Regions from separate parts of the Mus musculus genome. Here all the other regions are linked to region 6. The links are chromatin contacts, called in public Hi-C and HiChIP or PLAC-seq maps. All regions are on one chromosome and are shown on one strand. Each heading gives the region's core, a stretch centred on a gene start, on an enhancer-like site or on the middle of the called end of the contact. The rest is flanking DNA. Distances are from core to core; before and after follow the strand shown. Region 1 overlaps Tiparp (TCDD-inducible poly(ADP-ribose) polymerase). Region 2 has its middle 7.2 kb from the start of Gm34576. Region 3 has its middle 26 kb from the start of Ssr3. Region 4 has its middle 23 kb from the start of Mir8120. Region 5 has its middle 5.9 kb from the start of Gm34924. Region 6 has its middle 6.0 kb from the start of Gm35039.

Evidence for each region. Hi-C and Micro-C count contacts between places; a contact is called where the count stands out from the background. HiChIP or PLAC-seq counts read pairs in DNA pulled down with a chosen protein or histone mark.
Region 1: a contact with region 6 is called in a Hi-C map of bone marrow-derived macrophages, with 20 read pairs. The contact joins two enhancer-like sites. A contact is called at or near these places in 3 of 15 datasets of contacts at CTCF or cohesin (the NIH/3T3 cell line and large pre-B cells), 16 of 484 Hi-C or Micro-C datasets (bone marrow-derived macrophages, cerebral cortex, cortical neurons and 7 more), 8 of 115 datasets of contacts at active chromatin or transcription factors (cardiomyocytes, embryonic basal ganglia, embryonic limb bud and 5 more) and 3 of 9 other capture datasets (adipose tissue, embryonic stem cells and liver).
Region 2: a contact with region 6 is called in an H3K27ac HiChIP or PLAC-seq map of a colorectal cancer cell line, with 8 times the contacts expected there. The contact joins two enhancer-like sites. A contact is called at or near these places in 2 of 15 datasets of contacts at CTCF or cohesin (the NIH/3T3 cell line and large pre-B cells), 10 of 484 Hi-C or Micro-C datasets (LSK cells, Sertoli cells, Th1 cells and 6 more), 16 of 115 datasets of contacts at active chromatin or transcription factors (the NIH/3T3 cell line, VIP interneurons, acute myeloid leukemia and 12 more) and 1 of 9 other capture datasets (embryonic stem cells).
Region 3: a Hi-C map of bone marrow-derived macrophages shows a contact between it and region 6, with 17 read pairs. The contact joins two enhancer-like sites. A contact is called at or near these places in 1 of 15 datasets of contacts at CTCF or cohesin (the NIH/3T3 cell line), 2 of 484 Hi-C or Micro-C datasets (CD4 T cells and bone marrow-derived macrophages), 5 of 115 datasets of contacts at active chromatin or transcription factors (the NIH/3T3 cell line, embryonic basal ganglia, embryonic limb bud and 2 more) and 1 of 9 other capture datasets (embryonic stem cells).
Region 4: a Hi-C map of the C2C12 cell line shows a contact between it and region 6, with 3 times the contacts expected there. The contact joins two enhancer-like sites. A contact is called at or near these places in 2 of 15 datasets of contacts at CTCF or cohesin (CD8 T cells and the NIH/3T3 cell line), 12 of 484 Hi-C or Micro-C datasets (the C2C12 cell line, the Patski cell line, Sertoli cells and 7 more), 4 of 115 datasets of contacts at active chromatin or transcription factors (embryonic stem cells, extraembryonic endoderm stem cells, fibro-adipogenic progenitors and 1 more) and 1 of 9 other capture datasets (embryonic stem cells).
Region 5: a Hi-C map of the N1E-115 cell line shows a contact between it and region 6, with 4 times the contacts expected there. The contact joins two enhancer-like sites. A contact is called at or near these places in 1 of 15 datasets of contacts at CTCF or cohesin (the NIH/3T3 cell line), 9 of 484 Hi-C or Micro-C datasets (the N1E-115 cell line, Th1 cells, bone marrow-derived macrophages and 5 more), 10 of 115 datasets of contacts at active chromatin or transcription factors (CD8 T cells, bone marrow-derived macrophages, effector CD8 T cells and 5 more) and 1 of 9 other capture datasets (embryonic stem cells).

What each region holds. Positions count from the first base shown.
Region 1 is chr3:65,548,428-65,551,555 of GRCm38.p6, reverse strand. The region is part of intron 4 of Tiparp (TCDD-inducible poly(ADP-ribose) polymerase); the gene reads right to left. Among named protein-coding and RNA genes, the nearest start is that of 4931440P22Rik, 21 kb to the right of the region's middle. Within about 2 kb of position 1,640, at least 7 of the 459 cell types and tissues checked have an H3K27ac peak or open chromatin away from gene starts, as enhancers often do. A contact at or near this core is called in bone marrow-derived macrophages, where this site is marked.
Region 2 is chr3:65,440,557-65,443,938 of GRCm38.p6, reverse strand. No RefSeq gene overlaps it. Among named protein-coding and RNA genes, the nearest start is that of Gm34576, 7.2 kb to the left of the region's middle. Within about 2 kb of position 1,473, at least 175 of the 459 cell types and tissues checked have an H3K27ac peak or open chromatin away from gene starts, as enhancers often do. A contact at or near this core is called in bone marrow-derived macrophages, cerebral cortex, a colorectal cancer cell line and 3 more, where this site is marked.
Region 3 is chr3:65,417,043-65,420,223 of GRCm38.p6, reverse strand. No RefSeq gene overlaps it. Among named protein-coding and RNA genes, the nearest start is that of Ssr3, 26 kb to the right of the region's middle. Within about 2 kb of position 1,508, at least 36 of the 459 cell types and tissues checked have an H3K27ac peak or open chromatin away from gene starts, as enhancers often do. A contact at or near this core is called in bone marrow-derived macrophages, where this site is marked.
Region 4 is chr3:65,634,375-65,637,537 of GRCm38.p6, reverse strand. No RefSeq gene overlaps it. Among named protein-coding and RNA genes, the nearest start is that of Mir8120, 23 kb to the left of the region's middle. Within about 2 kb of position 1,392, at least 59 of the 459 cell types and tissues checked have an H3K27ac peak or open chromatin away from gene starts, as enhancers often do. A contact at or near this core is called in the C2C12 cell line, muscle stem cells and pancreatic cancer cells, where this site is marked.
Region 5 is chr3:65,585,177-65,588,279 of GRCm38.p6, reverse strand. No RefSeq gene overlaps it. Among named protein-coding and RNA genes, the nearest start is that of Gm34924, 5.9 kb to the right of the region's middle. Within about 2 kb of position 1,734, at least 182 of the 459 cell types and tissues checked have an H3K27ac peak or open chromatin away from gene starts, as enhancers often do. A contact at or near this core is called in CD8 T cells, the N1E-115 cell line, Th1 cells and 5 more, where this site is marked.
Region 6 is chr3:65,920,554-65,923,924 of GRCm38.p6, reverse strand. No RefSeq gene overlaps it. Among named protein-coding and RNA genes, the nearest start is that of Gm35039, 6.0 kb to the left of the region's middle. Within about 2 kb of position 1,269, at least 98 of the 459 cell types and tissues checked have an H3K27ac peak or open chromatin away from gene starts, as enhancers often do. A contact at or near this core is called in the C2C12 cell line, CD8 T cells, the N1E-115 cell line and 9 more, where this site is marked.

The DNA of each region.
Region 1 (3,128 bases), core at 391-2,890, 370 kb after region 6:
AGCAGATTCCAGAGGGTGCACAATTCAATCTTTAAATTCAACTTTGTTACTTTCAAAGATGAATTACATAAATAATAGGTTTACTTTTTCCTGTCTGGTTCATATATTTAAATCATACTTTTTAGCTTTTTCAAAACAAGGAAAAGGGAAGAAGCAAAGAATCAGGAAATCCTGACCCTGAGACCTAGTTTCAGTGTCAGGGTATTGTAACACTCGCTCATCAGTACATGGTGGTCACAAGGAAGGAGTAATGCCTGCCAAGTGGATTTGGAAATTGACATTTTCAAAAGAGTTTTGTGACCCAGAGGTTATAGTTGTATATGAACATTCGTCTCTAAAGTACATATCACCGCTGTCATTAGTCGCCCACTGAGCACACACTATATATTTCATTCACAATGTCCCTGCCACACGAACTGCAATATGGTTTGATTATCCCCCTCCTCAAATAAACAAACAGTTCAGAGTAGTTAATGATTCTGTCCTGATATAGCAGACATATTTTAAAATCCAGGCTTATTTCTTTCCACTTCCACATTTCACAATTTACAATAAAATAAAGCTACTAATATGGTAGATCCAGGCTGATTTGTCTGACTCTTAGCACTGTTACTGGTATTGCCACTACTCCTTAGTAAGAAGATGGCTTATTAAGTTAATGCTATAGAAACACAATTGCCCTCTCTAATCCCTGACAGCTTCATGTAAGTAGCTGTGCCTTCAATTCAATGCTCCCCAAAGCCCTTTTGTAAGACAAAGCTCTAAGTGAGTGGACTTAGGACCCCTACCACCCTCATCTGAAATTCAGGGGCAGATTTAAGTAGTCCCTCCGTCTATTACAACAAAAGACTCATATTTCTTGTGTTTTGGATCATTTTCTGAGAGCTGACAAATTCCTTTGGAGACTTGGCACAGGTTTATTTTCCTGTTAAAATGTTTTTCACTGGTATGCTTTTCTAAAGAGACGCTCCACTGCTTTAATCAGTCTCAAAAAACTCTGGCTCTTCTTAAAGTATCATCACTGTTCTGAACAAATTACAGAAGAGCCTCCATTTAGCCCCTAACTCCTACCCTGATTTGCCAAGGTAGGTACTAGCCTACCTGGCTTTCCATTACTGTTAGGGTTTGACATTTCCAACAAGGTAAGACTCTTCCCCAACATTCTACTAAGACTTATTTGTTATTTACATCTGGCATTCAGAATGGGTTTCATTATGTTATAGTTGCCTATGATGGTTCATCTTACAGGATTCAGAATAACACAGGAAATAAACCTTTTTGCATTCTGTAAAGATGTTCCCATGGCTGGTCTGAGTCTCAAGACTGAATAAAAAGAAAGACAGCAAACATTCTTTTCTTTATTTTCTGGCTGTAGATGTAACACGAGCAGCTATCTCACATAGCTTCTATCATAACTTCCCTGCCACGATCAACTGTACCTTAAACCAAGAGCCACAACAGACTGTTCCTTCCTTAAGTTTTGCTTTTGTCAGGTTTTTTGTTAAAGCAACGAGAGAAGTAAATAATTCACATGTATGCCTTTGTACTTTGTTCATTCCGTGTCTGTTTACTGTCCCCCATCCTCCTCCTAGACTTCCTGTTCCACTTTCATGCCTGTCTTACAGATATATTGCTTAATCTGATCCTATAGAAGACAAAACATGCAATAACTGTTTGTGTGACGCTGGCTTATTTCCTTTAATATGAGCTCCAGGACTATCCATTTCCTTTCAAAAGACTTTCTTTTCCTTTGTGGACGAGTAAAACCAAGCATACATATAACACATTTTTCTCTGTTGATGAGCATGTAGGATGATTATTTATTAGTGCAACAATAAGCACAAATATGCAGATATTCTAAATTCCCTACATGGATAACACCGACTCCCACATATACATACTTTCATCAGGCTAATATTCTAACTTTACTGAAACATATACAAAGGCATGTATCATGATGGACTTTTATACTTATACTTGCCATTTTAAAGTATGTATGTATGTGTTCTAAGCAATGTTAAAATGTACCACTATTTTCTGAGAACACTGTTTCTATTCACCTTATAGTATCACAATAGTATACTTGTTTATAGCTTTTCAGATTCCAACCTTATTATCCTTGCCTCCCCTTTACCATTTTGAAATGTTTCCTAAACCAATTTCAGTATTGAAATAAAATTGGATTAATTTTATCCCTCTAGGGAAAGAGTCAAAGAAACTATGTTTGGCATTCTTATAACCATGAGACGGTTACATGAAATAGATATCCTTTCAGCTCTGAGACACAGCCCCTCAAGCCCCTGAATTTGATTTGTTGCTTATGCTACTTCAGCTCAGGTATTCTAGGGATATTAAAGAACAGGATTCCTTTTATCAGTATCAGAAACACTCTTTATACAATGGAATTTGCTGGAATTGTATGACCCACATCTCTTGTTTCCTTTGGTTCTTTGAATTTAATAGTTAAATGGAAAACACGAAGCATTCTCTGTAGCTAAGATCATGACCTGTGAAATCTGCTTTTGGAACCAATGCCCTTTGTTCCTTATCCCTATTAGGAGGGAATGTCCTGTAGCTGTAGACCAGAGAGCAGATAGGATGCTGTATTTAACATTTCACCCTGTCAATTTATTTTGTGCTTTTCTTCTTCAAACATCTCCCTATTCTCACTGATTTGCTGATCTCTCATTTTAGACCTGTATTATCACTGTTTCAGACAGGAAGACTAAAACAATTTTTGAAAAGAAAAAGCAAATAATTATTTTCTTTTGTTGTAATTCTTCATTCTATATCATATTTATGCTTATATTATTTTTATATTTTATACTTTTAAAATGAGTATACGTTTTTTTAAAGGCATAATCTCTTAAAGTATTTCTTTTCACTATTTAAAACTTTTCCAACAATGCAGCATTTGAAAAAGGAATTTTATCCTTCCAAAGGAGCCACATCTTGCTTCTGTTAGCTCAGCATGCCAAGCTGCTGGTCTCACTAATGAGTTCTACTGTCTCATCAGGAGGACAGCATGTTCCTAACTACTGGATGGAGACACTAGCTCCAGCTGTGCGAGTGAAATCCCAGCAATTGCGTTTTTTATTACTTCTAATTAAAGAAAGAAAAACTAAGGT
Region 2 (3,382 bases), core at 224-2,723, 480 kb after region 6:
TGACCTGAGCAACACTGTCATATAACAAGCAATTAAGAAATGCCAGCTGCTAGCATTGTCTTGGGCACTATAAATGATCACTTTCCTCATGCTCATAAAATTAGATCACGTTTAGGCATTACTAATTATTAAGGCTTCAGCTTAAAACTCCAGCATGAAACATTCCTTATGTTCCTGAGGGACAATGCATTTCCAGAGGAGAGTCAGAGTTGGTGATGCCACTTTTTTTTTTTTAATGGTTACAAGGAAGAGACTAGAGAAACGAAAGTAAGTTTTACCTAAAGCATTTCAACATATTAGAACACTTAAAATATGGATATTGTGTTAGAGGCACCAGTTTGCATCCTTGGCTTTGTAGCGTATACCATTTAGAAGCAGAGGATAGAAGACATTACAGAAGAAGCTGAAGTCCCTTCTGCAATGTTGCTAAGGGAAGTTAAGAGTCCATGGCTGGTAATTAAAATTAATTCGACGTATTGTGCATAAATTGGATCCTAATGAGAGGAGCAGTTGCAGTAAAATAATTAAAGAATGAAAATATTTTCTCAGAACAACAACAACAAACTAAAAAAAAAAAAAAAAGAAAGAAAGAAAGAAAGAAACCCCTCAAAGCCAAAGCCAGGGAGGCTGTCCATTCTCGGCTCATGTGTTTCTCTTCAGCTGCAGCTGGATAAAAAGGAAGCAGTGTGGAGGGCAGAGAGATGGAAAATCAAAACAAAACCTTTCATGTGGTTGGCTCAATCTGGGCAGGGCAAACAGGACACCTGTGAGTAACAGAGAAGGAAATCTTTGCAGACAGTGAAAGATAAGTCACCCGGCCGGGCACGGCAGCAAAACCAGCCTGGAAGTAAATGACAAGTGCCAGGGACCGGTGGCGACTTAAAGTCAGAGTACCTGCGGTGAATCAGAATCATAAGAATTAGATTCGGGAGAGACAAACTGTTTCTCAGTCACTTATGTCTTTAAGAGGATTCTTTTTTAAGAATGTGTTCAAGTTTACAATGTATTCAATTTCCCAAAGCGTAGGAGGTTTAGGGAGACTTCTGGTGAAGTTCAAAGACTAAGGAACTTAACTTCCCAGTGAGAGTTTATTTTAAATGTATCCATATTGGGTTTTTAAACTGTTTTTGAATTCTAACTTTAAAAATGAATGTTTAAAACAATTCTAGTTTCTAGCTGAGTAGCAGTGGCCCCTTTGCATCCAACAGAGCCCAGGATGGGTGTGCCCACCCAACCCTGATATCACAAGCTCTGGGGATTCCCTGTGGGCTCCCACTCGCCTTGGTACCTCTTCTTGGTGTGGGTAGTTTGGGGGGTGGGGTGGGTGATAGAACATTTTTTTAAAAATCTGTTTTTGTAAGTTTCAAGACAGAGAATGGAATCAGGTGGGAATATTGTAGAGTCTTCTAGCCAGTTCTGAAGCACTGATCTCTAACTCCGCCCACCGCTAAGCTGGTGCCAGTCACTTCCCACATTGCTGTGGAATTATAAGTATGCAGATTAATTCCCTCCCCTATGAACTTCTCCAGGGCAGGGGCCAAGCCTAGTCATTACTGCGTTTCCAGTTCATCACAATGAGTAACACAAAGTTGGTGTCTAATAAATATTTATTGCATAAATAAAAGCTCAGAGGGCTGGGCTGTTCCTCACCTCTAAAATGAGAAATACTCTGTTATTTTATAAGACATAACTTGATTCTCCAGATAACATCTCTCTTTGCCATGTGCCTTATTCATTCTTTCGACCCTTTGGCTCAGGGGATCTTCGGCTCTAACCACTAGCAACCTGGACAGAAGACTGGCCTAGCAAACTGGACCACCACGGGTGCCTCTCTAAGCACTTGAAATGAGTCTCCCAGGGACTGAGCCAAGAGTCTACCAACTAAAGACCAGCTGCAGAGTTTGGGAAGTGGAGTGGACACAGCGGATTTGTCGCTTGCACATCTGAGGCATGTGAAGTCTTTAAATGAGGGTACACCCAGCTCCCACAAACCCAACGAGCCAAGCTGGGTGAGCCAGCTGCTTTCACTTTGCTGAGAGGAAACTGCTTCTCAGTGTTCCAGTGTAGTTACTTGGCCAGATTTTCCCCGGGATGGTAATGAGGACAGTGAATGTTGGCTGTTCACAAACCCTACTTATAAATGAGCGATTCTAAACTCTAGCCCCCAGGGCCAGACAGGCTGAGTGAAGCCTGCTGGGGAAGTCGGCAGGGATGGCTGTCCTCAGGGGCTAGAAACTGCAGCTCAAGCAGGAATCTGTGCCCAGTGTTGCCAGGCCTGATTTTTCAAGGGATGCCAGATACGCAGATTATATGGGCATTTCCCCGATTAAGCAAAACAAAACAGATCCAACTGAGCAGGCAGATGGAACCCTAAACTGCTAGGTATTTTTGAAATCTGCAGTTCAACCAGGTGAAGGAGCCTGTTACCCTGTGACTGGCAACAGAAGATTCCTAATCTTCTTTATTTATTTTGTTGGTTTTGTTTTTTGTTTGTTTGTTTTGGCTTTATGATTAACTAGAAACTTTGAAATTTTTACAAAAACAAGGACCATATAAAGGTGAAGTAGTTAGCGCACATGTGGAAGTGAACTAGTAGTATTTGCATTTTAATTGCATTTTAATTCCCTTATAGGCAGCTTGAATCTGTTATAAATGCTAACATCTGTATACATATGACTATGAGTTTATGTACAGAAACACGCATGAATGTTTATTTTTAAGTCACTGATCATTGGTATCTACTTTAAGAATATATTGTTGTGCCAGATTGGGTTTGAGTTTTGTATTTTTTTTTATTCATCAGAACCATGGGATAGAAATTCATCCTTTGCCCGGAGTTGCTTTGTTTTGAATGTGGGGAAATGAGAATACATTTCAGGCTTTGATCCCTGGACCAGATTATTTTCTGTCTCACAATGAGGTCACAGACAGGACATGGGAACAGAGCACATGCTGAGAACCTGCACTGGCCCACGCAAAGGCCATCTTTCAGGGCCTCTGGCGTGACTGCTTTGCTTTTATTAAAAAAAATAATAATAAAGTAATAATGGGAATGAAAGGCCAGATCATCCCACTTCGGCTCTGTCTTAGTGTATGGAGAGGCTGGAGGATTGTGATGAAAAGCCGAACTATTAGTCATTTTGATTTTATTAAAATGGAATTCTTTTTCTCAAAATTTCTGTGACTAGCAATAAATTTAATGTCTACCTGGAAGAGGGACTGGAAAATGGCTCAGTGGGCTCTGAGCACTTGCTACCCTTGGAGAGGACCAAGAGTTTGATTCCCAGCATCCAAGTTGGTGGCTTACAACTGCCTGTAACTCCAGCTCGAAGGGATCTGACACCCTCTTGTAGCCTCCAGGGACATAGACAGACAGACATGC
Region 3 (3,181 bases), core at 259-2,758, 500 kb after region 6:
TAAAAAGCTTAAGAATAAGTAAATTAGGACCACAGTGAGAAATTAGAAACCAATACCTATATTTTACTATAGGGACCTTACTAGTTAGGTTATAAAATGCAACCATTGGACTAGTCTGTATGCCAACCCTGATAATGTGATGCAATGTCAAGTGGGAAAATTGACATATAAAACAATTTATAAAATAGTTGTGGGGGGCAGTATGTATAAAGTCCTAAAAGAAGCACACTTAAAAATACTGGGCATTGGGTCGGGGAAACAGTGCTTAGGGGAAAGGTGCCTGATACTAAACCTGGCCAAAGTCCGCTTCATGCTTGGTGGAAAGAACTGACCCCTGCAAAATGTCCTTTGGTCTCTACATACCTACCCTGGCATGAACTCATTTGCACAATCTGCATACCAATAAATAGGTAGGTAATGTAAAATCGTTTTATATACCAATGACTTGATGTTGATATACTGAGTGATTTTTTTTTCAGTTTATGGGTTTTTTTTTTTTTTTTTTGCATTTGTATAGTAAATTCACTAATGAGTAGTGCTTTTAGAGTAGAAATGAAATTTTAAAAAATGTACGAGTCTTGGGAGTCTTCATTTAGATAATAAAAAATTACTGGCAGATGGACAAGCAGACAGGATAAGTAATTCCTTCAGTGCTCAAAGCCAAACCTGGGAGACAGCCCCGCCCTGTCTGGCCTGGGCTGACAGTTTTCTAGCACTAACTGAGGGCAAATGTCTTGCCTCATGGCGAGTTCATGTGGTCAGTACTAGATGTAGGGGGCACAGGCATGAGAGTCTTACTCAAAACTCATACACTCATGAAGCTTCTGGGTGGCTTTGTGTGTTTCTGAATCATTAAATCCAGCGCAGAACTCTCTAAAACTCTCACGGCTAAAAAGCAAAAGAAAGCACCATCATGGAAAATATTAGAAAGCTCATTTTAATTCACTCTTTAGAGGGAATCTTTCTTGGTGTTTATAGTGCCTGATAGCTTTGCTTGGGTCTCTTCCAATCATCTATGGCTTTTATTTTTGTCTGCTCTAAGGTTCCTTTCCTTACAGGTCTCTGAGAGTATACACACTCAACCTGGTCTTTATATAGTCTCGGCTCTCTCTACAGCTGTGCATCCTTCGCTGCACAATCACAGTTATTCGATTAGGTTTAGCTGTCTGCTGCATAGGAGTCTCCTCTCTAAAAGCACCGAAAGATGACATAGAGGTAGGTCAATACAAAAGTCTTCAGCCACATCCCTAGTGTGGACTGGGTCCTGTGTTTGATCTTTAGCAAGGTGTAGACCAAAAGGCACATTTTGAGGCTGAGGATTTAGCTCAGTAGTAAGCATGGGGCCCTGGGTTGGTTGGGTAAAACCAAAAGTCTTACTAGCTTTTATTTCTGAGAAGCAGAGAGCCTGAGAAATGTTTATAAGGACCAAGCTTTTAAAATGGCACTTTGCCCTTTGCGTACCTTTTGCATCTGTGTGTCTGGAAGTCTTTGTTCTGTCTTCAAATCACACACTGTCTTACTTTGAAAGTGCTTCCTCTGAAGGCATTTCACCGTGATTTTAACAATTCATTAGTGCCATATGGAAAGCAGACAGTTGAAAAGTATAGTCACTCCATAGCATCCAAGCTGGCTCGACCTCACTGAGGGACCAAGAGTGACCCTAAGTAAAATGTTCCTTCCCAAGATGAATGTATAAATGAATAATGTGATAACCTCAAATTATCTTTCCTAAGCAAGCCTGCCTTTCCTGTAAATGCTCTGGGCCTCATCTGGTTCACATTACTTGGCACTGAGAATCAGCACGGTTTGTTGTGGTCTCATCAAGAGATCTGGGATGGAGCACGACAGCCACATCTTCCTCTTTTCCACGTTTAACAGTCACTCTTCCTCTTGAGCAATGTCCTCTCGAGGGCACAAACTTTGCTAAGTGTTGTCTTGTCTCCAAGCCCCTACCCTTGCTGTGTTTGTACAGATGTCAGACAATCAGTTTGGCCCAACAAACATTTTTGAGTATCAGCTATGTAAGTAAAGCTGTGCTGGGCACAGAGCAGTGCAAGATAAATAGAACAAGATCTCCAAGAGCAGTTCTGTCTCTTTCAGCTGGCTTCCAGGCCTGACCTGACCAGCCAACAGTGTCACCAGATATGCTTGGATGATTGCTTTGTGTGTGGAGCTCAGTGTCAGAAGCAACCAGGGCCAATTGTTGGTTAATTTGGTTTTTTAAAAAAACATTTTAAAGAGGTGTGTATGTGTGTGTGTGTGTGTGTGTGTGTGTGTGTGTATGTGTGAGGGAGGAAGAGAGAGAGAGAGAGAGAGAGAGAGAGAGAGAGAGAGAGAGAGAGAGAACAATACCTGAGTGCAGGTGCCCTCAGAGTCCAGAAGTGTCAGAGCCTATAGAGTTGGAGTTACAGCTGGTTGTGAGCCACCTGACATAGGTGCTAGGAACCAAACTTGGGTCCTCTGGAAGAATGGCAAGTGCCCTAAACTACTGAGCTACCTCTCCAGCATGTTGCTTAGGTAACAATAGTCATTCCACCCCCGACCCCCTGCTCAATTCAATATTGAATATCCCAGGTGCTCTCCAGCTATTGCATCCTATTTGAAATGTCCTTCCTTTTTAAACTAGAGAGCATTGGCCACTTTAAAAAACAAACAGACACACACTTCATTACAGTATTAAAGTGTGTGTGTGTGCATATGTTGAGGCCACATAAGAACTTGGCTAGAGTCAGTTTTCTTTCTCTACCTCATTGGGTCCAGTCCCAGGGGTCAGACTCAGGTCAAGAGTTTGGCATCAGGTTTCTTTAACCTGCTAAACCATCTTGTCTGCTCTGAAACGTCCTTATGTTAGGGAAAATGCTCTCTCCTCTTCTTCTCTCTATCTAGGAATCTCCTCTGGCAAAAGTATTGTTTAAATCCACATAAATCATTTTCTCTCCACTGTTAGTTTTCTGTGGAACTTAGGGAAAACAATTGCTACACCCCTAGAAATGTATCTAGCCTATTGCTAGTCTTCTCTGGTCCACAGCATCCATTAAATAATACTTGGGTGTTGTAGCTAGTAGTGGTGGCCCACGCCTTTAATTCCAGAACTTAGGAGGCAGAGGCAGGTGACTGAGTTTGAGGCCAGTCTGGTCTACAGAGCAAGTTCCAGGACTGCACAGAGAAATCCTGTTTTCAA
Region 4 (3,163 bases), core at 143-2,642, 290 kb after region 6:
TTGCAATAATTCATTAACTTTAAAAGAGAACACATTACACTAAAGTATTTTCCATGGATTAACAGCAATAGCTAAAAGATTCCACACTCAAGCCGAGCCGTGTCTGATCCATCCAAGTAAATGGGAGCCGCCGGTCTGTAACTGAGAGCCGACTCCACACCAGGCCTGTCAAAGCCTAGAGCCTGAACACTTTATTTGCTGCCTGCCACTTTCTGTTCTAAATTGTGTAAATATTTAAAAGGGTCTGCATTTCTCAAGAACTCTGCATAGTTACAAAGGACATAGCAGACGCTTCACAGATCTTAGTAAATACCAGAATAGATCTTTTGTGTCAAGTTGGATATCTAAAATTTGGAAAATATTTAGAAATTTACAGTTATTCAAAACATTATTTGCTGAAGACTTAAAATATAAATAAATCAAGCTGACTATAAACTTTAACCTTTACAATAAACCTTTTTTAATTTGGACATTTTAAATCTCTACTTTGAAAAAAATCATTTGTACAGAGACTGGGCTGAAGTATATTCATGAAGGGCTTAGTTAGTAGATGAAGAACAAAGAATGTTTGAAAGGGAGGTTTACTCAGCAGAGAAAATAATTTGTTTTTCAATACTGGAGGTTTCTTTTATTTATAAAACATCTATTCAGTGTGTGGGCAAGATGAGACCTTCTTAGATATGCTAATCATTTTTATCTATTAACTAAATCTGGGCCTAAACGGACAGCCCTTGTTACTCATTTTTCTGGTTACTGTATTACTTGAAAATTCTATGACTACATTCTTGAAATGGCCCAGTTACTCCAGACTTGTGGGGTTTCCTGTGTGTTTGTAGTTTGTATTGACAGCTTTCAACTTCTATTGATGTTAAGCTGTTGGAAAACACAATTCACACATTAAAGAAGTCTGGTTGTACACTAGAAAGTTTTCTACAAATTGTGTGATTTTTTTTTTAAACCTTGAGGAGCCTTGGTGTCTTCATTCCTACACTTTAGAAAGTAATTGTGAGTATTTGCTAGGGAAGTCGAGAGGGTGGATAAAGATACAAGCATTTAGAGTTGTTAGATCTGCACTCCTCATATATACTAAAGAACTCACCTCATAAATTACTCACTTCTAACTTCATCTACATCATCTCTGTTTTGCAGACACAAGCTCAGGGAATTAGAAAACTTCCTCCAGATCACACACATAGATGAATGCCCCTTCTGCTTGTAAAGTGACCACGGGCAACACACAACTGCCATGAAAAGTAGTATTAGACTCAGACAGCACAAAGCGAAAGATCATCCCTAGCCGGGGGCTGCAGCTCCCATTTGCCTGTAGGAACAGCCTCACTATTTTGAGCTTGTACACTGTGCAGGGAATATGAGTCATCACCTTTCCCAACACTCCTCCACACTCCGACGTCCTCTGTTATGAATTACGTCCTAGGCGTCTTTATCGAGTTACTCCCTGTGGGTTTTCAGCTATCGTCATTGTCCTTGGGTCACATTTTTCACCCTCCTAAGTTAATTGCTTTCCTAGATCCTTCTATTCTAGCTCAGCAAGTAATGCTGCATCATTTGAAAAAGAGCAAGAAATTGTTTAAATTGTGCATTGGTTTACAAATGTTGCATTTTCCAATTTTATACCACCCCAGGACTCTACAACCTGCTGGGAAGACAGAGACCTGAGTACAGAGCAAATGCCCCCAGAAAACGTTACTTTCATGGACTGTTTTCCCAACAGCAGATTAATGGCAAGGCAGGCATGCTGGTAGTGGAGATAATGAAGGTGGCAGTCATGCAGGTGATGGTTGTGGGGACACTTTAGTGACACAGATAGCATACAAACTCACCCAGTTGTTTGTGCTCCAGCGTGTAGGATTTCATCCTAGTCTCTGGACAGCTCGAGTTTATATTATCATGATTTAAAATTTACTAATATACCATGAGATTCTCAAATAAACAGCATCTCTGTTTTCATCAGGTGGTAGAAGACTTTGTATATTTTGTTTTCCTTTAAAATTTAAAGCATCTATCCCAGTAGGTCTCTTTAACTTTACCATATTTAACATTTAACAAGATCTCAACTTATGACTTCACATGCTCACATTTCTAGATCACAGTGGTCCTGACAAGTGGCCAAGACATTTAGTCGTGGTGTTGGTAGTGGTTGGATTGGTTTTGTTGTTGTTTGTTTTTTAGGGTTTTTTTTTGGGGGGGGGGGGGATGAGAAAGGATCTCATGTGACATCAGGCTTGGCTTGGCCAGGCTCTCCTGACTCTATCTCCTGGGGGCTGGGATCACAGATATGCACCATCACACCCAACGGAAGAATTTTTCTTTCTCTTTCTTTCTTTTTTCTTTCTTTTTTTTTCTTTCTTTCTTTCTTTCTTTCTTTCTTTCTTTCTTTTTTTTTTAAAGATATGCTTGATTCTGACTCCAGAGAATCGGGTTGAAGCTAGAAGTAGAATCAGTAGCCCAGTGGTAGAGCCCTTTGGGGGTCCCAGAGAGACATCCAGGAACTGTGTGTGAAACTGGACAGGATGCAGAGCAGCCTTTCCAATGCTCTTTGATAGCGTGGTCTGTCCAGACAGTTTCTGCCCTCAGGCTCTCTGCAGCCTCCTCCTCGTCCATCTGTAAAACACAGGAATGCACCTCAGAAACCTCTATTTTGTGTGTCTACCCCCAAGGGGCCGGAGGCTGCTTCAGTTCCACACCATAAAATTGCCAGATCCTTTGCTCTAGGTGTGGTTACGAGAGCAAGATGATTATAATCATTGGGCATAATTTGTGTCACCCTACACCCCAGCTTTCCTTACACTGGATTGTCAGTCTGCTTCAAGAAAGAGAAAAAAAGAAAAAAACAAGCAAGCAGAAGTAAAAAAGACGTTTATTGAAGTGGGATCATTCTGTTGGGTTATTTGTGCATCTTAATAAATCACCTGCAGAGCTGCCATTTTGGCAGCATGAGCTGATGTCCTGGTAACATCACCATTTCCTGGATCATCAAAGAATTTCCAGCGTGCCAAACCTGTTGTATTTGTCCCTACTTCCCTCCCAAGTTCATTAGCCTCGCCCACATCTTCTAACCTTTTGCATCTCCAAGGTGCACCATCTAGTACAGGCAGCCATAAGCCCTGGTAGCTACTGACCAGGAAGAGACAGGGGTCTGTCT
Region 5 (3,103 bases), core at 485-2,984, 340 kb after region 6:
AGCTACAGATCCAGCAGGTAGCTGTCCTAAGGGGCCCTGACACCTCACAGGTCTTTGTCTTTGGAATGTTTATTCTGAGAATTGTCTCAAGAAAGATGAGTGTTAGGTTGTTTTGGGGTTTTTTTTTTTTTTTTTTTGCTTTTGTTTTTTGTTTTTTGGAAAGGAAAGGAAAGGCACAGTAAGCTGGAATCCTGTCTTTAAATGTAGCTAATTTCTATTTAATTGGCCAGTAACTGCATTTAAAATAAACACCAGTTGGTAATCAAAAACAGGAGGATAAAGACTGAGCAATTGTGTAAGCAAGATAGAATTACTAAGCCAAAACAAAGTTGGAGGGAAGTGCAGAGACACACTGCTTCAGAGAAAACACAGGAGAGGAGAGACAGCTGTGGGCTCACAGACCTCGGAAAGATGAGCAGCAGCTACAACCGTTGGCGGAATGGATGCTAATCAGCAACTGATCTCCAGTTGTAAAGCATCGGTTCCTTTATTAAGTAAAAAATTTAAAACACTCATAAACAGCAGCTTTAAAACCGTCATGCAAAATGAGCTGGGCACACCCTGGTGTATCCCCAGAGACAGACAGAGAGATTGCATGGAGGTCCAGGAGACTCTTTGCTGAGGGCTGGCTTCTGGGAGTATAGTAATTCTGAGATTACTTCCCTCCAAGGAGCAGAATGTGCCATGGCAGAGCAGAGAGGGGCATGCCTGAACTCTGTGCTTGCTGCACCACCCAAGATGCACAGATGTGTCTTGCACAGGCTCATGCCTATAGCTGTTCTGTTTGGCACTGAGAGAAGAGCAGAGAGGAGAAAGGAAGGGGATGGTGACAGTGCCTTGGGAAGGATCTTGAGGACATGAGCAAGTTCTTCAACTTGAATCTCCATCACTTTAGGTTACACTTAAAAGCCAGACCTTCGCCTGTCCCATCTCTAAAAGGCTCACTGTTTGTCTCCCTTCTAATTAGCATGATTTTTCCCCCTTGAACACTGGGGTTGATTTTCTTTTTTTCCCACAGACAAAATTCACATCCCTGCTTACTGTTTGGTTCATTTGGAAGCAGTACTTATTCATCAAAGGGACTAAAAAGCCCTGGGAGGTTGAGTTCGAAGAAGGACTACACATGAGGGTCACAGTAAGTAGGCACTTCTCATCAAATCAGCTGCCCAGGGATGCTAAAGAGCTTTTTAAAGGGGAACTAATAAGGTCATTCAGCATCTACTGGCTTCTACAAGCCTTAGCTAAATTAGTCCTAGCATACAATAACCCTGTAAGGTAAAATAATGATTCCTGGTATTTTGAAAGCAATCAGTGATCCACGAAGAGGGAGTTAATGTCCCCCAGAACCAAGATTAAAACCGACACATTGAGGGAGGTTCCACTCCCTTCCTGTGATCGAAGGCCAGCTTGTTTGTTTCCAAGCAGGACCTTGGGTGAGGCGCACTTGCTCTGAGAATCCCGCAGCCACTGGAATGGCTGGCCCCTCTCAACTGAGTTTGCTAAGCACAGTCCTTTTCTAAGGCTGAGGGAATGCAGGTTTTGACCGCTGAGGCTGTTGAGACGGTTTGCTAGTTACATATTCTTGTAAGTTGTCAGGAGTCAGCTTTGTCTACATCCCCTTCCCCCCACCGAACACACACGCACGCGCGGACTCAAACCCTGGGAGGGCGGCCCTGGGCCACCCACACGCTGGCACACTTGTGTACGTGGAAGCCAGCTCGCTCTCCGCATTAGCTGTGGTGTGAATTCTGAGTCACATCTGCACAGCCGGAGAAGTGAAAGACTGTAATTTACATACACCCCAGTTCTTGTCGTTAAAGCGGAAGATCTCCGTGTTAAATTCTTCCTTTCAAGTGATTACTCATCATCCAATTGAGGGGAAAGCCTGGGCTATCACCTAGGAAAGCGATCTAATCCAGCGAGTTTGTAGTCGCTGGACGAACGCAGGAGGCCTCTTTCTGGTACCGTCTTGGGGAAGGTGGGAGAGTGGATGGTAGAGTCCCCTATCCGCCCCCCCCCCCACCCTATTCCACCCCTCCCCTCCACACCAGGCTTCCTGAAATTTTTAATTCAGAAAAGGAGTACCTCGGTTCCTGTGTATTGGGTAGGAAGTTGTAAAACAGAACACACTCAAAAATAAGCATTAAGAGTGAGCTCCAGGACAACCAGGGTTACACAGAGAAACCTTGTCTCAAAAAAAGCTTTAAGGCTACACTGAGTCTGTCCACAGCAGGAACCGCCGGCCACTGCGTTTGCATAACGGTAGTGTCCACTCTCTTGTATCCTCTACAGGAAGTGCTTGGTCCATTCCACTAAAAATGGCTGAATATTTTATTGACTAAAACCTGGGGGATGGAACTGCACATAAACATATCTGGAGGGCCGATTTTAGTTGTGTTTATGTCTCATGGTTGGAATCCCTTTTAACTACATATTTTAGAGACTTGGAACAGCTCTGAAATTCAGACACTTGATGAACAACAACCACAGACGTGTCACAGCAACATTTGGACACTTTGAAGATGGTGGCAGGGACTTTAGTGGGGAGGCATGAGAGAAGAGATTTTTTTTCTTCCTAATTATGACACTTTAGTAGCTGGGTACAGACTTCAAAAAGCTAGTACAGACAGAGCAAAATCGTACTGTAGAGCTCCGTTGGAAGGATTCGTCTGCCAGCCGTCACGATGTGGAAAGTTCATCTTTTCATCTTATAAGTAAAAATATCCCTCGGTTCCCCCATTAGTAAGGGAGGGTGGGAAAAGGCATGCGCACTGCACACACTCTGCAGGCAACTCTCTTCAGGGACTCCAAGGTCCTGTGGCCTGTGAAAGAGGTGCCCTCTGCCCAGGGCTCTTAACTTCACAGGGATAAGCTTTTCACCCAGCTGTCCAGGGAACAAAGGGCATGTTTCATCTGCCTACACCCACAGCCCCCTGGGTGGGGCAGGGGGTGACAGTCCAATGCCTATCACATGGCCTCTGGCGCATAAAAGCTTTTAAATAATTCTGATTTTGAATATCAAATTGACATGAAAAGTGCATTTAAGAAGAATAGGCATGATCCGTGCTGAAGAGCATGCTCTATGCAAATAAGTTGGGCGGTC
Region 6 (3,371 bases), core at 20-2,519:
TAAATATAGTGTTATATAATATTATATATTAATTATATTATACTATATATATATATATATATATATATATATATATATATATTATATAATCCTGGTTTTGTAGACCAGGCTGGCCTTGAACTCAGAGATCTTCTTGCTTTTTCCTCCAAAAGTGTTGGGATTAAAGGCACGTGCCACCACAAGTGACTATTTATTGGTCCTTCCTTCCTTCCTTCCTTCCTTCCTTCCTTCCTTCCTTCCTTTCTTCCTTCCTTTCTTCCTTCTAGACAAGATCTCACTACACAGCCCAGGCTGGCCAGGTACTTACTGTGTAGCCCTGGCTACCTTTGAAGGACCAGCCTTATTCTCCTAAATTTTGGAATTACAGGCATGAGTCACTACACCTGGCCTGTGGGAACATGAACATGAGACAGTCCAATTATCTATTATACTAGGCTAGAATTCCTCGCTTAATGGTTGCTATGGCTGAGTTTCTCTCTAAAATGTATTTTGAAACTAAGTCCTCAGTGCAGTGGAGTTGCGAAGTCGGGTATAATGGGAAGTGTTTGAGTCACAAAGAAGGGGGCACTGATTGATGCAGCTCTACCGGTCCATGGGCGTGGGCTCTCTCTCTTCCACTCTATTGCCACATGAAGAATAGCATTTTCTACCTCTGGAAGATGTCGGATTCCAGGCTCCAATGTTGAAGTCAATATTTGACCCTTACCAGAAGCTAAACCTGCACGCATTTTGGTCTTGTATTATTATACGTTTATTGTTTGCAAATTACCCAGACTGTGGTATTCGTTATAGCAGCAGGAAATGGCTAAGTACGTAAGTGTCAAACAACTTAAGGAAGTCCTTCATCAGCTCTTCTGGGCCTATTTTCTCATCTGAAAATTGGGCATAAATATGCCATGCTCAGAGGAAGGCTAGGAACATATATATCTCCAAATTCTGGACACAGCCTAGCACAAAGCCAAAGTTCAAAAACTGCCTCTTTCTTCTCCTTTCCTATACAATTTTCAAAATCTAAAAGTTTTCCCCTGTTGATTTTTGAGTATCTTTTGAAATAAAGCTCTCTTCATGACTGACAGGCAGTATGACTGCAGGCATCCGAGGGGATGAAGTTTTCCTGTGGGATGGAAAGAGGCACAGATGTTAGGCATCACTGAACAAAGAGCCGCATGAAGGAAGCTAGGGAGTGACTCACAAGCTACGGTGCCCAGCATGCCCCACAGCAGCTGCCCTGCACTGGTCTAGGCTGGACCGGGGCTTTCAGAGCCGGAAGGGGTGCTGTGACTGAGTCAGCACCTGCTAATAAAAGAGAGCAGGCGCTGTGAGTGACTCAGAGCAGTAGTACATTTGACTAAGATATGCTTTTTAGAGGGGTGCAAACGGGGCAGATGTTCTCTTGCCAGGACTGTGTGATATCTGGGGTAAGGTGCTTTGTAGTTAAGTGGATACCATCTTGAAGAAATGCCAAGGGCAGACAGTTGTGCAGGCTTTTGAGGCAGCAGAATGGAGAGACCTTCAGGCACTCAGCATAGCTAGTTTTTATACCTCCCGTGTCTTGACAGAAGACATATATTTACAGAAGACCATAAGAGAAGAGACAAGTGCCTTAATGGCTGAGAGAAATAACAGAGAAGGAAAACCCAGTGGTGGTTGAGAGAAGGGACTATACGATGAAACCATGCCAGAAAGCTGTGCTGGAGGCGATTCTTGAAATTGGACCAAAAAAACCCGGATTCCTGGCAGATTCTATGTTAATTTTTTATATTAAGAAGTACAACAAACATACATCTATGAGAGTTTCACAGAGAATTTAAAGTGGTTCTTCACTTAATCATTTCTTAAAGTAACTGCGGGTTAAGCTGCTGAGTTAACCCTTCCTAGATTTGAAATCACCTGGGAGACACATTTGGGTGTGTCTGTGGGTTTATTTCCAGACAGATTTCCTGAGGAGGGAAGACACAGCCTAGATTCAGGAAGCATGATCCCCTGGACTGATTAAAAAGGAAAAATGGAGACAGCAGGCTTAGTGACAGCGTTCATCTCTCCCCTGACTGTAGACACACCTGTCTTCTGCTACAGCTACCATGATTTCCTCACCAGAATGGTTTCACTTCAAACAGTGGCCCAAAATAAGCCCTTCCTTTGTTAAGGTGCTTTTCTTAGCTGTTCTCACAGAGACAAGAAAGAAACATAGTAACCTGGACTCACAATTTAGGGGTGCAGAGCCTAGTAAATCCCAGCAGAGCCTCTGTCCAGCACCAGGGTTATCTAACCTTGGATGGTAAGATGTAACCACCTTTAAGAAGCAAAGACAGCCGGGCAGTGGTGGCGCACGCCTTTAATCCCAGCACTCAGGAGGCAGAGGCAGGCGGATTTCTGAGTTCGAGACAAGCCTCGTCTATGAAGTGAGTTCCAGGACAGCCAGGGCTACACAGAGAAACCCTGTCTTGAAAAAAACCCCAAAAAACAAAAACAAAAACAAAAAAACCCCACAAAACAAACAAACAAACAAACAAAAAAAAACAAAGACAGATTTGAAAGGACGCTTTGATAACACCTTGTTACTGTTCTATTGCTGTGAAGAGACACATGACCAAGACAACTTATAAAGGAAGGCGTTTAGTTGGGGTTGGCTTACAGTTTCAGAGGGTGAGTCCATGCTCATCATGGCAGGAAGCGTGGCTGCAGGCAGGTAGACAGGCTTGGTAGAGAGCCATAGCTGAGAGCTCACAACTTACCCACAAGACAGAGGCAGAGAGAGTGAGCAAGATGTGTTTTTGAAGCCTCAAAGTCCACCTCTGGTCACATACTCCCTCCGACAAGAATTCGTCCTGATTCTTTCTAAACGGCCCATCAACTGGGAACCAAATATTCAAATATACAAGCCCATAGGGACCTTTCTCATTCAAACTGCCACGATGCCTTCATAAGGTTGTTTCACGTGAGCACATCGGTGTGTGTACAACATCTCATAGCTCAAAATCATTCTTTGAAGAACAAGGCAGGGGCAGGACTATGACTCTGTGAATAAAAGTAGGGAAACAAAAAGCACCTGTGCAAACCACCAGCAAATTTTCAAATGGAGGAAAACAAAATCTTTAATTATGGGTTACATTCTTTAAAAAATAGCTAGAATAATTTGCGTTGACTTTCCCCCCCTACGGTTTATTTTTAACTTTTAATTACACACACACACACACACACACACACACACACACAAACACACACACACACACTGGAGGTGCATGTGTGAGTACAGGTGAATGCAGAAGACAAAAGACAATATTGGGTCCTCTGGAGCTGGAGCTGGTGTTAGAAGCAGTTTAATCACTGAGCCATCTCTCTAGTCCCAAACTTTAGTTTTTGATGATAAA